Regions from separate parts of the Mus musculus genome. Here region 1 is linked to region 2. Evidence: chromatin contacts called from public promoter capture Hi-C data. All regions are on one chromosome and are shown on one strand. Each heading gives the region's core, a stretch centred on a gene start, on an enhancer-like site or on the middle of the called end of the contact. The rest is flanking DNA. Distances are from core to core; before and after follow the strand shown. Region 1 overlaps Zranb3 (zinc finger, RAN-binding domain containing 3). Region 2 overlaps Map3k19 (mitogen-activated protein kinase kinase kinase 19).

The links. Promoter capture Hi-C pulls out the DNA fragments that hold promoters and counts their contacts.
Region 1: a contact with region 2 is called in a promoter capture Hi-C map of the HPC-7 cell line. The contact joins two enhancer-like sites. A contact is called at or near these places in 1 of 39 promoter capture datasets (the HPC-7 cell line), 5 of 484 Hi-C or Micro-C datasets (cortical neurons, embryonic stem cells, erythroid progenitors and 1 more), 2 of 115 datasets of contacts at active chromatin or transcription factors (the HPC-7 cell line and embryonic stem cells) and 3 of 9 other capture datasets (adipose tissue, embryonic stem cells and liver).

Annotation. Positions count from the first base shown.
Region 1 is chr1:128,011,822-128,018,889 of GRCm38.p6, reverse strand. Zranb3 (zinc finger, RAN-binding domain containing 3) reads left to right here. Exons shown (of 21, transcript NM_027678.3): 7 at 1,161-1,332; 8 at 2,731-2,847. Among named protein-coding and RNA genes, the nearest start is that of Gm28800, 54 kb to the right of the region's middle. Within about 2 kb of position 2,314, at least 57 of the 459 cell types and tissues checked have an H3K27ac peak or open chromatin away from gene starts, as enhancers often do. A contact at or near this core is called in the HPC-7 cell line, where this site is marked.
Region 2 is chr1:127,831,844-127,838,534 of GRCm38.p6, reverse strand. Map3k19 (mitogen-activated protein kinase kinase kinase 19) reads left to right here. Exons shown (of 14, transcript NM_011737.2): 6 at 1-96; 7 at 3,910-4,000; 8 at 5,739-5,811. Among named protein-coding and RNA genes, the nearest start is that of Map3k19, 20 kb to the left of the region's middle. Within about 2 kb of position 1,699, at least 35 of the 459 cell types and tissues checked have an H3K27ac peak or open chromatin away from gene starts, as enhancers often do. A contact at or near this core is called in the HPC-7 cell line, where this site is marked.

The DNA.
Region 1 (7,068 bases), core at 1,065-3,564, 180 kb before region 2:
CCATTTTAATTCATATATTTCATTCTAAGAACAAAATTAAAGAGCCCTTCTGTGACGGTCCAGGGAGTGACACTATTTGGAGGTGTGGCCTGGTTTGAGTAGGTATGTCACTGTGGGTGTGGGCATAAGATCCTCAGCCTAGTTGCCTGGAAGTCAGTCTTCTACTAGCAGCCTTTGGATGAAGATGTAGAACTCTCAGCTCAGCTCTGCCTGCACCATGCCTGCCTGGATACTGCCATGCTCCCACCTTGATGATAATGGACTGAACCTCTGAACCTGTAAGGCAGCCCCAGTTAAATGTTGTTTTTTATAAGACTTGCCTTGGTCATGGTGTCTGTTCACAGCAATGGAAACCCTAACTAAGACACTTCTAACTTCTTTCTGTGTCGGCAGTTTGGAGTCTTAGGTTCCTTTGTTAATGATGTGGTCAGATGTACTTAGTGTGATGAATGGAAAAATATGTGACAGAATCAGTTATTGGCAAGCATTTTCCCAGTGTTTTGTTTTGTTTTGGTTTGGTTTGTTTTAAGACATAGTTTCTCTGTGTAGCTCTGGCTGTCCTGGAACTTTTTCTGTAGACTAGGCTGGGCTAGAATCAGAGATCCACTTTCCAAGTGCTGGGACTAAAGGCATGTGCCACTACCACCATATTTACAAATCTTTAAGTTAAGTATGAATATATGAACATTAAAGGAAACAAAATATTTAAATGGTGTGAAAACTTATCAGGCTGGGCTGTGGCTCAGTGGTAGAATGCCTGCCCAGTGATTCTCCTGCCTTAGTCCCTTGAGTAGTGGAGTTGCAAAATTGCAATTGTGAATCCACATTCACTGCTTTGGGTAGCTTTATTTTTCCTTTACATTTTTTTTAAAGTGGGGGTGTTCCTTCAAAGGCCGTCAGATCTTCTAGAACGTGAGTTACAAATGTGAATGCTAGCATCCAAACTTGAGGTCCACAGCAAGAGCAGTGTGCCCTCTTAACCACTGAATCATCTCTCTGGACCCCTTGGATTGGCTTTCTGAAACTAATTTTCACTCAGAAATAACAGTAAAGGGTGTCGTTTTGCTCCTGTTATTAACAGGAAGGACATACCGCATACATGGATTTCCTCCTGTGACATTTAGCTCTAGCTTTGCCCTTTGTGTTTTTTGTCTTAACAGATACTTTGGCAAAAGGCGTCAGTGGGACTGTAGAGGGGCATCAAACCTTAGTGAGCTTCACCAGCTCCTAAATGACATAATGATCAGAAGACTAAAGAGTGAAGTTTTAAGCCAGCTGCCCCCGAAAGTCAGACAGCGCATTCCCTTTGACCTTCCCCCAGCAGCTGTCAAGGTGAGAGCCTGTCTTTAGGTGAAAGGCTTACTTCATTATGAATCATGCTGTTAAAGATTGGGCATTAGACTTCACAGAAAAGCATACTTTCTTAAAACTGGCTTGATTCGTAGAACCACTGTTGGTTTTACATCATCTCAGGAAAAGCACAAGATGATTTTAATTATCAAATCTGTGAACAGATACAGCTCCCAGTGATTCAAATGTTTATGATGACTATAGGAAGATCACTTGGATTTTAACAAACTATTTAGTATGAAGGATTCATGGTACCTATAATGTAAATGCACAGGGGTGGGTGTGTGTCTGTTTGTGTGAGTCTGTGTGTCTGTGTGAAGCTGGGGCTGGGTCAGTGGCCTCATTGATGAAATACTTGCCATGCAAGTGTGAGGGCTTGACTTGAGCATGTCAGAACCCAAGTAAAACTGGTCTCATGACGTGTGCATCTGTAGTCCCAGTGCTGCTGAAATGAGATGGGAGCAGAGACTCGAGCATCCCCTAAAGCTTTCAGGGCAGAGGAGGGAACAATAGGAGACCCTGTCTCAAACACGGGGTCGGTGAGACCAACAGCCTAGGTTGTCCTTGACACCCCTCACACACATGTGCTGTAGAGCGTATGAATGCATGCATGCATGTGCACATACACATACATCACACACATGAAGATTTTTTTAAAGTATAAATGGCTTTTAGTATAGAATAACCTAAATGTTGCTCTGTTCTTGACATCTGAAATCCTTTGATAATGTTGCAGGCTGTAATATTTAACACATCTGAAAGCCAAATGTTTCTTTCCCTTGGCCTTATCTATATTTACATATGGTACCTGTACAGTCTCTGAAACTTTGATCTGGACATGGCTGAGTGGACAAAAAGTTTGCATTGTTAAATCATAGAAGCAAAATAAGTGTCCTCTAATCATCGGGCGCTACAGCATTGCTTAAATAAGAATGAGTTTATTTTCTCTATCTGATGTTTTAACATTGGAGAGAAAAATGAAATAATTTATGGCCATATTACATTTCATGTAACTAATATTTCTCTCATCCTTATGCTTGTTTAAATAATATATCTTATTACAAAATAAAATTTCGCAATCTTGCATTCTGATATGGTCAGAGTTTTTTTTTTTTCTTTCACTTTATGCAATTTTTCAAGAGGAAGCTTCAATTGTCTGACTCACGGTTTGACATAGCTTGTCACAGTCTTTTGTCATTAGCACAGACATGTGACCAGCCTCTGCGCTGTGGTTTTAAATGAGCGCCTTGGTATCTATGGGAGTTTTCTTTTTATAGCTTTCTCTACAGAGAAGGGGGAAGTAGGACCTGATTCATGATTGGATTAATTGTTCTGTTCTTGATGCTGTATTCTTAAACAATGGTAATCCTTCCCACATAGGAACTGAATGCCAGCTTTGAAGAATGGCAGAAACTAATGAGAGCTCCAAATTCAGGTGCCATGGAGACGGTTATGGGGTTGATAACACGCATGTTCAAACAGACTGCAATTGCCAAGGTACTCCTTGTTGGGCCTTTATGTATTTGTCATCATACAAAGTTTTCAATGTGTTTTAATTAGTCCAATAGGTTACTAATATACTACAACATGTCACTGCCTTTTTAAATTATTCTGGAAAAACGAAACTGTCTGGAAAACAGACGGCAGTGGGAAGAACCCACCACTTATATAGTTTCACGTGTGTACCTTACTTAAGGGATGTACAGATGGCTCTCTCTATTAGCTTTTGGCATGGTTTCTCTTCATGATCCCTGCAAGTAATCCTTTTAAAGGTTGAGACAATCATCTTTTGTATTATGAAGTTTAAAGAGTTGCGTACACTCACGTTCACACAAAATTTAAATAGTGTTGGGAGTTCTTGAATCTGTGTGACTATTCAATAAGCTTATCGTATGTTACTGTTTTGACAAGTGTGACAGTATTTTTAATACTGAGTGTGATTCCTCTCAATCCTGAGATTGTTAGTGATTTTTTGTTTGTTTGTTCTGGTTTGTTTATTTGTTGTGTGGATTGTTGTGAGACAGGGTCTCACTATGGTGCCTATACTGACCTGGAATCTTCACTGTATAGACCAGGGTGGTGTGGAGCTCACAGAGATCCACTACTGCCTCCTGAGTGCTGGGTGTAAGGGTGTACTCCACCATGCTTGGCTTTCGTGGGAAGAGCACATCTAAGAGGTTCTTTATGCGTTTTAATATGTGTCTGCATACGTTCAGATGAACCATGTCCACGCATGTGCCCCGGAGGCCATAAGGCATCCAGTCCCCCGGAAGTAGAGGTACAGACAGTTGTGAGCTGCCCAGCCTAGGCTCCAGGAGTCCAATCTGGGTCCTTTGTAAGATCAGTTACTAGTGATCCTAAGCACCGAGTCATCCCTCCAGCCTCAGTGCTGAGACACGTATAGATATGAATATAGATTATTAAGTGTAAATTGTTAACTTATACCTTACATAACATGAAATTTATGCTAGAGAGAGAGAGAGAGAGAGAGAGAGAGAGAGAGAGAGAGAGAGAGAGAGAGAGATAGGGCCTGGAAAGATGGCTCAGAGCCTGTTGTTCTAGAGGACATGGTCTCAATTCCCAGCACCCGCATTGTTGCTCACAACTATCTGTAACTCCAGTTCCAGGGAATCCTCCTCCCTCTTCTGGCCTCAGGGCACTACATTTATACATGCACAGATATTCATGCTGGCAAAACACTCACACTCATAAAAGAAAAATAAATACATCTTTAAAAGTTTATAGGTGAATAAAGTGCTTATACTTATCAAGTGCTTATACTTGTGTGCACACCAGTGTAGTCTAGAGGCTCTTCCTACTACCCACAAAGGTCCCTTGCAGCCCAGGCATGGCTGCTGCATGTTAGCCTTCAATCACTAAGTTTTCTCACTTTCCAGAGCAAAGTATGAAGCCTTGAGGTTTGTTTTTCATGTACTGTAAAGCTCTTAGTATAATTCAGTGTGTTACATAAGTCATTTTTTTCCTTCTGTTGCATCCTGGGTAGCCTGCAATGTATGGAATTACAGCATTTAGTTTTCTTGCTTTCTTCACTAGTGGTTAGACTTTTAAGGTATTGCAGATTTTATGATTTCCCTCAATAGTAAGATGTGCTGTTATGGATAAAAATAATGTGATACTCCATGTACCTGGTTATAGAGACATCATTTTCCTTTGATTTTCATTAGTAGGGGAGTTTGTAAATGCCAGAGTGTATGTGAACAAGTCAAAGAACAACTTTCAGGAGTTGTTTCTCTCCTTGTACCTTTTCTAAGTCAAGGTCCCTTTGTCTCTGGGACTGAAGTGCCTACTCCAGACCAGCCAGCCCCAGGCTTCCTGTTCCTTCTGGCTCCACCTCCCTTCCTGCCTTAGGAACGCTGAGTTTACAGATACGAGCCACCACATCCAGCCTGGATCAAACTCAAGTCTTCAAATTTGTATAACAAGCACTTTTACCCACTTAGTCATGTCCAGCCTAGACCTCATTTTTATCTTTTGAGGGCAGAAACCCAGAAATGGGACTGTGCTTTAGGATCCTATTAAAGTACTTCATTGTCTCCTCACAGTACTTCACTGTCCCACAATGCTCCACTGTCAAGTCATAGTGCCCCACAGTGCTCCATTGTGACCGCAGTGCTTTATCATTCCATCATAGCACTCCATTATCTCATCCGTCACAGTGCTACAGTGTTCTGTTATCCTCTCACAGCACTCCATTGCCTACTCACAGTGCTCCCCTGTCCCAGGACAGTGCTCCATTGGCCCATCATGTGGCTCCATTATACCAAAGCAGAGGTTCAGTTGTGCTATCACAGTGCTTTGATGTGCCATTAAAATGCTCCACTATCCTAAATCAATGCTCTGCTGTGTTCCTCACAAGAGAATTTGGCTCTAAAACCGGTACTCCACTATTACATCACAGTGCTCCATTGTCTCACCACAGGCTCAATTTCACTGTCACAGCGGTCCCATTGCTCCAGATTACCAGAGTGCTTCAGTAATCCCTCAGTGTGTTCTACTGTGTGCTCAAAGTAGTCCGCAGTCTCATCACAGTTCTCCACAGTCTCATCACAGTGCTCCACTGTGTCATCACAGTGCTCCACAGTCTCATCACAGTTCTCCACAGTCTCATCACAGTGCTCCACTGTGTCATCACAGTGCTCCAGTCTCATCACAGTGCTCCACAGTCTCATCACAGTGCTCCACTGTGTCATCACAGTGCTCCACAGTCTCATCACAGGTCTCCACAGTTTCATCATAGTGCTTCACTATGTCATCACAGTGCTCCACAGTCTCATCACAGTTCTCCACAGTCTCATCACAGTGCTCCACTGTGTCATCACAGTGCTCCACAGTCTCATCATAGTGCTTCACTGTGTCATCACAGTGCTCCACAGTCTCATCACAGGTCTCCACAGTCTCATCATAGTGCTTCACTATGTCATCACAGTGCTCCACAGTCTCATCACAGTTCTCCACAGTCTCATCACAGTGCTCCACTATGTCATCACAGTGCTCCAGTCTCATCACAGTTCTCCACTGTCTCATCACAGTGCTCCAATGTTTTATCACAGTGCTTCACAGTCTCATCACAGTTCTCCATTGTGTCATCACAGTGCTCCTCTATGTCATCACAGTGATCCATTGTGTCATCACAGTGTTCCATTATGTTATCATAGTGGTCCATTCTGTCATCATAATGCTCTGTTCTATTACAGTGCCTTATTTTCTCATCACAGTGCCATTGCTCCAGTTCTTAACCAGTGCTCCATTGTTCCATTACAGTACTCCATTGCACCATCATGTAGCTCCCTTATTCCATTGCTTTGTCCTATCACAGTGCTCCAGTGTCCTATCACAGTGCTCTACTGTCCCATAACAATCCTCTATTACTATATTGCTTTTTTTTTTCTCATTGGATTTCTTTGGCACTTGTTCTAGTTTCTTTTTTTTTTTTTTTTATTAAAAATCTTTTTCATGCAGTAGTTTTTGATCATGTCTCTAGTGTGATCTTTGTTGCTGTACTAAAACCAAAAGCAACTTGAAGAGACAAAGGATCATCTCAGGTCCTAACACCTCTTTGAAGAAAGTCAGAGCAGGGACTCAAGGCAGGAGGAGGCTAGAATCAGAAACCATAGGGAAATGCTGCTTGCTGGCTGGCTTGCTTTGCTCTGCTTTGCTTTCTAAATAGAGTCTTTTGTTTACATTTTTTTTTCATTCTAATTTTATTTTACCTGTATGAGTGTTTGCCTGAATGTATGTTTGTGTGCCACATGTGTGGACCTCTTGGGAATTGAGATGGAGGGCTGGAGAGATGACTCAATGGTTAAGAGCAATGACTCTTCTTCCAAAGGTCCTGAGTTCAATTCCCAGCAACCATCTGTAATGGGATCTGATGCCCTCTTCTGGTGTGTCTGAGGATAGTTATAGTGTACTTATATACCTAAAATAAATAAATTGTTAAAAATAAAAACTGGAATCCCTTGGAAGACCAGGCTGCACTCTGAACTGCTGAGATGTCTCTCCAGCTCTCAGTTAGCTTTCGTACTCAGCTCAAGTCCACCTACCTAAGGATGTTGCCACCCACAGTGGGCTAAGCCCTTACATACCTGCCATCAGTCTAGACAATGCAGAACATACATTCCTATAGACTGTTTTTACATAGGCAGTTTCTCAATTAAGGTTCTCCCTTATCAGGTGACTGTAACTTATGTCAAACTA
Region 2 (6,691 bases), core at 450-2,949:
CTGCTTGACATCTGTCATGAGGCAGGCTCTACTCCAATGGAGATGACAGTTTCCCAAACTGAAAACCTCACCTTGCAGAGCATCAGCAGCAGTGAGGTAGGAGGAAATGGGGGGGTGGAGAGGGAAGAGGACATGGGAGGAGGGGAAGGGGGGAGAGGTGGCTCAGCAGTGAAGAGTGTGCTCTGCATCTACAGAGGATACAGGATCAGTTCCCAGCATCGGCATGATAACTCACAACCACCCATAACTCCATACCCTTTTCTGATCGCCAAAGATACCAGGCATGCAGGCAGTACAGACATATTCATGCAAGCAAATCATTTGTGTAGATAAAATAAGATGATTAAATCTTTTTAAAAACAGTTTAAAAAAGCACAACGATAAAAATGAAATGTCTGGTCAACCTACTATTTTATTTGTACTGCCTCAATGTTTTGTAATAATCATATATGATTTCTATAAATATCAATATCGTGTACACATATTTTTGAGGCAGTCTTGTTATACTGTTAGAACTTACTATGTAGTGTAAGCTGGTCTTGAACTCCTACTTTAGCTTCCCAGGATCCCATAGTATGTAACACCCCATCCAGCTGACTAATGACAGTATTAGTATAATCATGTTTAAATTGTAAATTAGGGGCTGGAGAGATGGCTCAGTAGTTAAGAGCACTGACTGCTCTTCCAGAAGACTTGATTCCTGGCACTCGCATAGGAGCTCACAACCATCTGAAACTTCAGTATTAGGAGATCTGACATCCTCTTCTGGCCTCAGCTAGGACTGCATGCATGTGGTAGACGTACATGTAGGCAAAACATTCATTTACATAAATTTAAATACGCAAATTAGCTAGTTAGGTTGTACCGAGAGTGTGTGTGTGTGTGTGTGTGTGTGTGTGTGTGTGTGTGTTTGTGTGTGTTTGTGTGTGTTTGTGTGTGCACATGTGTGTCTTAATTTCTACTGTCACAATAAAATCCATATAGCGAGTGAGTGAGATAATAAAGAACAGAAATTTAAGTCAGGCGGCAATGTTGCATGCACTTAATCCCAGCACTTGGGAGACAGGGGCAGGCAGATCTCTGTGAGTTCAAGACCAGCCTGGTCTGTATCACAAGTTCCAGGACAGCCAGGGCTACACAGAGAAACCCTGTCTCAAACAAAACAAAACTACAAAAGCAAAACAAACCAGAAATTTATTTCTCAGTTCTAGGGACTAAGGAGTTAGAATAGGTTGCTGTTATATGGCTTTTCAGACATAAACCCATGTCTAGCCATCTGTCAGAGTACAGACAATAGACCAAAGGAAAGATTCCATTCACAGCCAGCTCAGTGGAGCAGTGAGTTCATTAGCTTATTTATAGGATCATGGATAAGGGGCTGTATACAGAACCATGGATGACTCAAAGGCCACTGGATCACCGAAATAAATGGGCGATGAATCCGGGAAAGCTGCATCCTTGAAACTTGTGATCTATAAGTACCTCAATTAAAGAGCCTCTCTCTCTCTCTCTCTCTCTCTCTCTCTCTCTCTCTCTCTTCTTTTCACTCAGCCCCCAAGTAATTCTTTTTTACTGCTTATATAGCCTCAGGGTAGGTCAGAGTCTCGGTAGCTTTATGAGCTTCCTGACTCTTAGGAGTTGCCTTCTCTCTGCCGAAAGAATGTTTCAATTCAGTGTATGCACGCTGGAAGCCTTTGGTTAGTTCCTCTTTCTGGCTCACTGGTGTCTTGACTAGGACCACTCAGGCCACTATCAGGGCTCCACTCTCATGAAGTAATTCCCTCCTAAAGGTCCTACTTCCTCCTGACATCACTCTGAAATTTAGGACTCAAACATAAAATCTCTTTGGGAAGACAGACATTCGATCTGCCCCTAACTTGTATGTGAATAACACAGAAGGCAGTTCCTGTTTTATCTGTATTGAATTCTATGTCATAGGATTCTATTTATTTTATACATTTTAAATTTTTTTCATTAATACTTTCTTTCCAGTGTGGGAGTCTTTTCATTTCTGAGTATTTTTACCTTCTAATGGTATTTAAAAATTTTTAATTACATTTATTTATGGGGACTAGAATTCAAATGCATATTACAGTACTCATGGACATCAGGAGACAACTTTTGGGGATCAGTTCTCTCTTCCTATGCAGCTCCCAGGATCAAACTTGGGTGACCATTTTTGGCAGCAAGTGTCATTCCCCATTGAGACATCATACTTGACATTCCAACAGAGTTTTAAAGAAATCTGTTCACAACCTAGTTTCCTATGCTTTCTATTCTCCCCACCCTTCTTTCTTTAAGGTTTTAGAATCTTTGGGCAGTTGTAGTGTTCCTAAAGTTCACAGTGCCAGGGTCGTAGGACTTTGTTATAGAACTGAGGCCTAGATGCGCCTTTCCATTTAAATACGGTGTTTATTTTTGAGACAGGTCTCATGCATCCCAGGCCAGCTTCAAACTGCTTGCATAACCAAAAATGACCTTGAACTCCGGCCTCTGCCTCGGTTTCCCAAGTGCTGAGATTACAAACATGTGCCTCCATGCCCAGTTATATATGGTGCTGGGCACAGTCAACTACATCCCCAGCCTAGATGTAGAAAATTAAAAGCACAAAATCAATAGTAACAACTTCCATTAAAGGAGAATATCACCAACAATAACTCTGAGGCAGATGTTTCAGAAAGTAGTGGTGCTTGCTCCTACCAAGCCTGGCTACCTAAGTTCAATCCCTGGGACCCACATACTGCAAGTAGAAAACTGAATCCCACAAGCTAGCTTCTGACCTCCACATGTGCCCTGTGCCACAAGCATGTGTCCTCATGTGTACATACACACACACACACACACACACACACACACACACACACACACACACATATGCACGCGCTCAATAATAATCTTTTTTAAGTCAGGTGGTGGCGGCATACACCTTTAATCCCAGCACTCAGGAGGCAGAGGCAGCCTGGTCTACAGAGCAAGTTCCAGGACAGAAACCTTGTCTTAAAAAATAAATAAAAATAAAATAAATGAAAATAAGTTTTAAAAATTAAAGACAATGACTTCTATCATACAAAGAAAACATTTCCCTTTAAAGAGTTCTGAGTACTTCTTTATAAATCAAGTTGGCTTTCAAACATAAGGCTTATTTTCTAGAAGGCCAAAGGGAGTTTGGGAAGTTGTGCCCCATGATCAGATCAGAGAACAGTCCTAGAGAAAACTGTAATCAGCTTTGCTGCCTGCTTCCCTCTGGGGTTCTATCTGCAGTTTCCCTGGGAGCAGGGCTTTCTTGATCTTCTGTGATGCCCCAGGGATCAGCTGTAGGCTGACGTTGTAGCTCCTCGCAGTTTGCTTCCCTGTGACTGTGTCTGAAGGATTCTTTCCACTTATCCGTGCAGAGGGCATTTGTAGCAGCTTAAAGTAGAAAATACTGAGGGTGGGATTTCAGCTTTGATCTTCCATTGTCATTACGCAATTAACCGCTTCTGCTCCGGGGGAATGGAACCTTCCTCGATGTTTAAAGTCCTAAATATTTTATCCAATTTAGAAGGAATTCACAGTGTCAAAGTTTACCCTTGGAAGGTCAGCATTCACCCTGCCAACAAACTAGTATGTTGAGTCACCACCTTAACGTTTAGATTTTAAAAAGTGTGTATGTGTTCACACATGTGTGTATACATGTGCAAGCCAACCTTGGCTGCTGTTGCTCTAAAGCCAACCTATCACGGCTGGCTGACCCCAGGTAACCACACGTGCGTCTGCTTCCCAGGGCTGGTGTTACAAATGTGTGCCCCAACACCAAGCTTTTAAATGCGGATTGCGCTTACTGAACTCAGTTGCTCATGCCTGTGTGGCAAGTGTTTGACTGAGCATCTCCCCAGAACCTCTCTGAGCTCTCAGTCTGTGATCTTACAGGACTTTGACCTTGAAGATGACTTCAGCCCGTTCATATTGGCTAGGGAAGGAGCAGCTCCCAGGGGTGAAAACTGGCCACGAAGGACAGAAGGTATATCAACTTGTCCCTAAAGATAGCACTGTTGCTTTGGGGTTCTCTGGCAATTTCAGAAGTATGTGGTGAAATTTTGAAAACAACTTGCAAAGGGAAAGAACAGAAGCTGGAGAGACAGCCACTGGTAAAGTGCTTGCTTTACAAAGATAAGGCCCTGAGTTTGTTCTCCAGAGCCCACATAAAAAATGCCTGATGCCCCGGCCTACCTAGTGAGTGTCAGGCCAGGGAGAGACCCTGTTCCCCAAAGACAAAAACAAAACTTACAAACAAGAAATCAAGATGGACAGTGCCTGAGGGATGACACTGGCATCATGTGTATGTTCGTATACATAAACACACACATTCAGAAGGAGAGGGAGAGGAGGGCAGGGGGAAGGGATCAAGGAGGAGAGGGGAGAGGGAGGGAAGGAGGGCGGGAGAGAGGGAGGGAAAGAGAAAGAGGAGAGAGGAGAGAGGAGAGAGGAGAGAGGAGAGAGGAGAGAGGAGAGAGGAGAGAGGAAAGAGGAGAGAGAGAGAGAATATGACTAAAAAACCCTCCATCTTTCTGTTATATCCTTTATCTGGATCAGGCTTGGCCTGCTGCCCCTCCCTGGACGGCCACCTGCTCCTGCTCTCTGTGGTTACATAGTTACTGTTCCAGCCCAGCCCCAGTCTCATGCTTTCCATTTCCCATCATTCCTTTCCTCTACCTCTGTGCCCCGTTGCACTGTGCCAAGCAGCCTCCAGCCTTCCTTAGTCTTAGTCACTGCCTTTCTCCAGGCTGAGTACAGAGCATAACTTGGTAACAGTTAAAATAATGATCATCATTGATCCTGGAAAAACTGATGAAAACAAACGACCCCTGCCCCCCTCTGGAAGAGTCCTGTGCTCAAACTGCCTCTGACTTTCATAAACTTTAAAGCCAGGTCCTCAGAAAGCCCAACAGTGTCTCAAGTTGCCTGGGGGGGGGGGAGGGCGGGGCGGGGGGCTCTTAAGGTTTTAAACCTTAATAATTCAAAGAAACAATGATCTTTTTGACAGAATTTCTCTTTGTAGCTGATGGATTTCAGTTAATATAGGTTCTCTGGGAGGCAGGTGCTGTCTGTTATATTCAAGGGGAACTTTTTATCTCCAAACAGGACACTGATCAGTCAAAGACTCTCCTCTCCATCTGGAAGATTACATTTTAGTTATTTTTTTCTACATGTATATATGTGCGTGGATATACACATACCTCAGCCTATATACACAAGTCAAAGGATAATGTGCCAGTCGGTCCTTTCCTTCCACCATGTGGGTCCTGAACACTAAACTCAGCTAATGGGGCGTGTGTCAGACTCCTCACTAAGCAAACCTACCCTGTATCTGGAAATTAACATAAAACCAACCTTTCGATATTATGACTTCAAACTGTCATCCCAAAGCTCACACTCAAGAACAGTGCACTCAAGTCTCTCTCTCTCTCTCTCTCTCTCTCTCTCTCTCTCACACACACACACACACACACACACTTTCAGGATATTTTAGCCAAGTATATAATTTTGTGGTGGGCCACACTCACCACCATCCTTAGCTGGAGGTGGCACATACTTGGCACAACATGGACGTGCTGGAGAAATTGGCCAAGCCCCACCCCCTAACTAACATTTATTCTATGACCCTTAGGAGTAGACTTATCTAAATAGATTAAAGCATTTCATCCATTAGGAGTTCACTCCTTTCTTTCTTCATCTACTCTTGTCATGACTTTCTACAGGTGTGGAGATTATTGTGACGTTTCCACCGGATCCTCTCCAAGAAGCAAGCCAAGAAGACTTGAAAGAAAGCAAGTAAGGAATATCCTCCAAGGTACTGGGCTGTAATTTAAGTAGAAAAGATGGCAGTTGTGTGGCAATGAATGCGATGAAGAGGGGCTGGACAATAAATAGACATTTCAGGTGTGTGGGCCATATGACGTCTGTTGCAGTGATGGAGCTCAGCCGGAAAGAACACTTGCTGGCAAGCATGAGGATCAGAGCTCAAATCTCCAGTATCTATGTAAAATGCTTGGAATAGATATGTGTATGCCTATAACCCCAGCACTGTGGGGAGGTAGAGACAGGAGGATTACTGGGACTTGCTGGCTGTCAGCCTAGCTTCAGGTTTAGTGAAACACCTTGTCTCAAAGAAATCTTCTAACCAGTGTGGGACACCCAATGCCCTCCACTGGCTTCCATTTCAATGCACATAGGCAAATGTACCTGCACACAGAGGAGTAGCCCCCCAACACACATGTGCGAGCACACATAGACACAGAGAGAGAGAGAGACAGAGACAGAGACTGAAGGTCTGATTTGGCTTCAGGGCTATAGCATACCTACATTGTTCTGGAAAAATGCTATTCTGTAGCCCATGACCAGTACAAGACAATGTTAGTACAGACCATGAGGGTGAGCATTAGTAATTTGATAGTACAATCTCACATCCACTGATCAGTTGATGCAAAAACAGTTTTTGACTCTTGGCATTCTACTCTAGTTTTCATTACATTTGTCAAAAAGTATCACTCCGCAATGACTTGGAAGGTTGTAAGATGGCTTCTTCTGGCACTAGAATTCAAAAGTCAGAGACAGGAAGATGACTACAAGCTTAAGGTCAGCCTGGTTTACATATCTTGTTCTAGGGCAGGCGGCACTCTTGGGAAATCTCTTTCCCCAATGAGATGTAAAA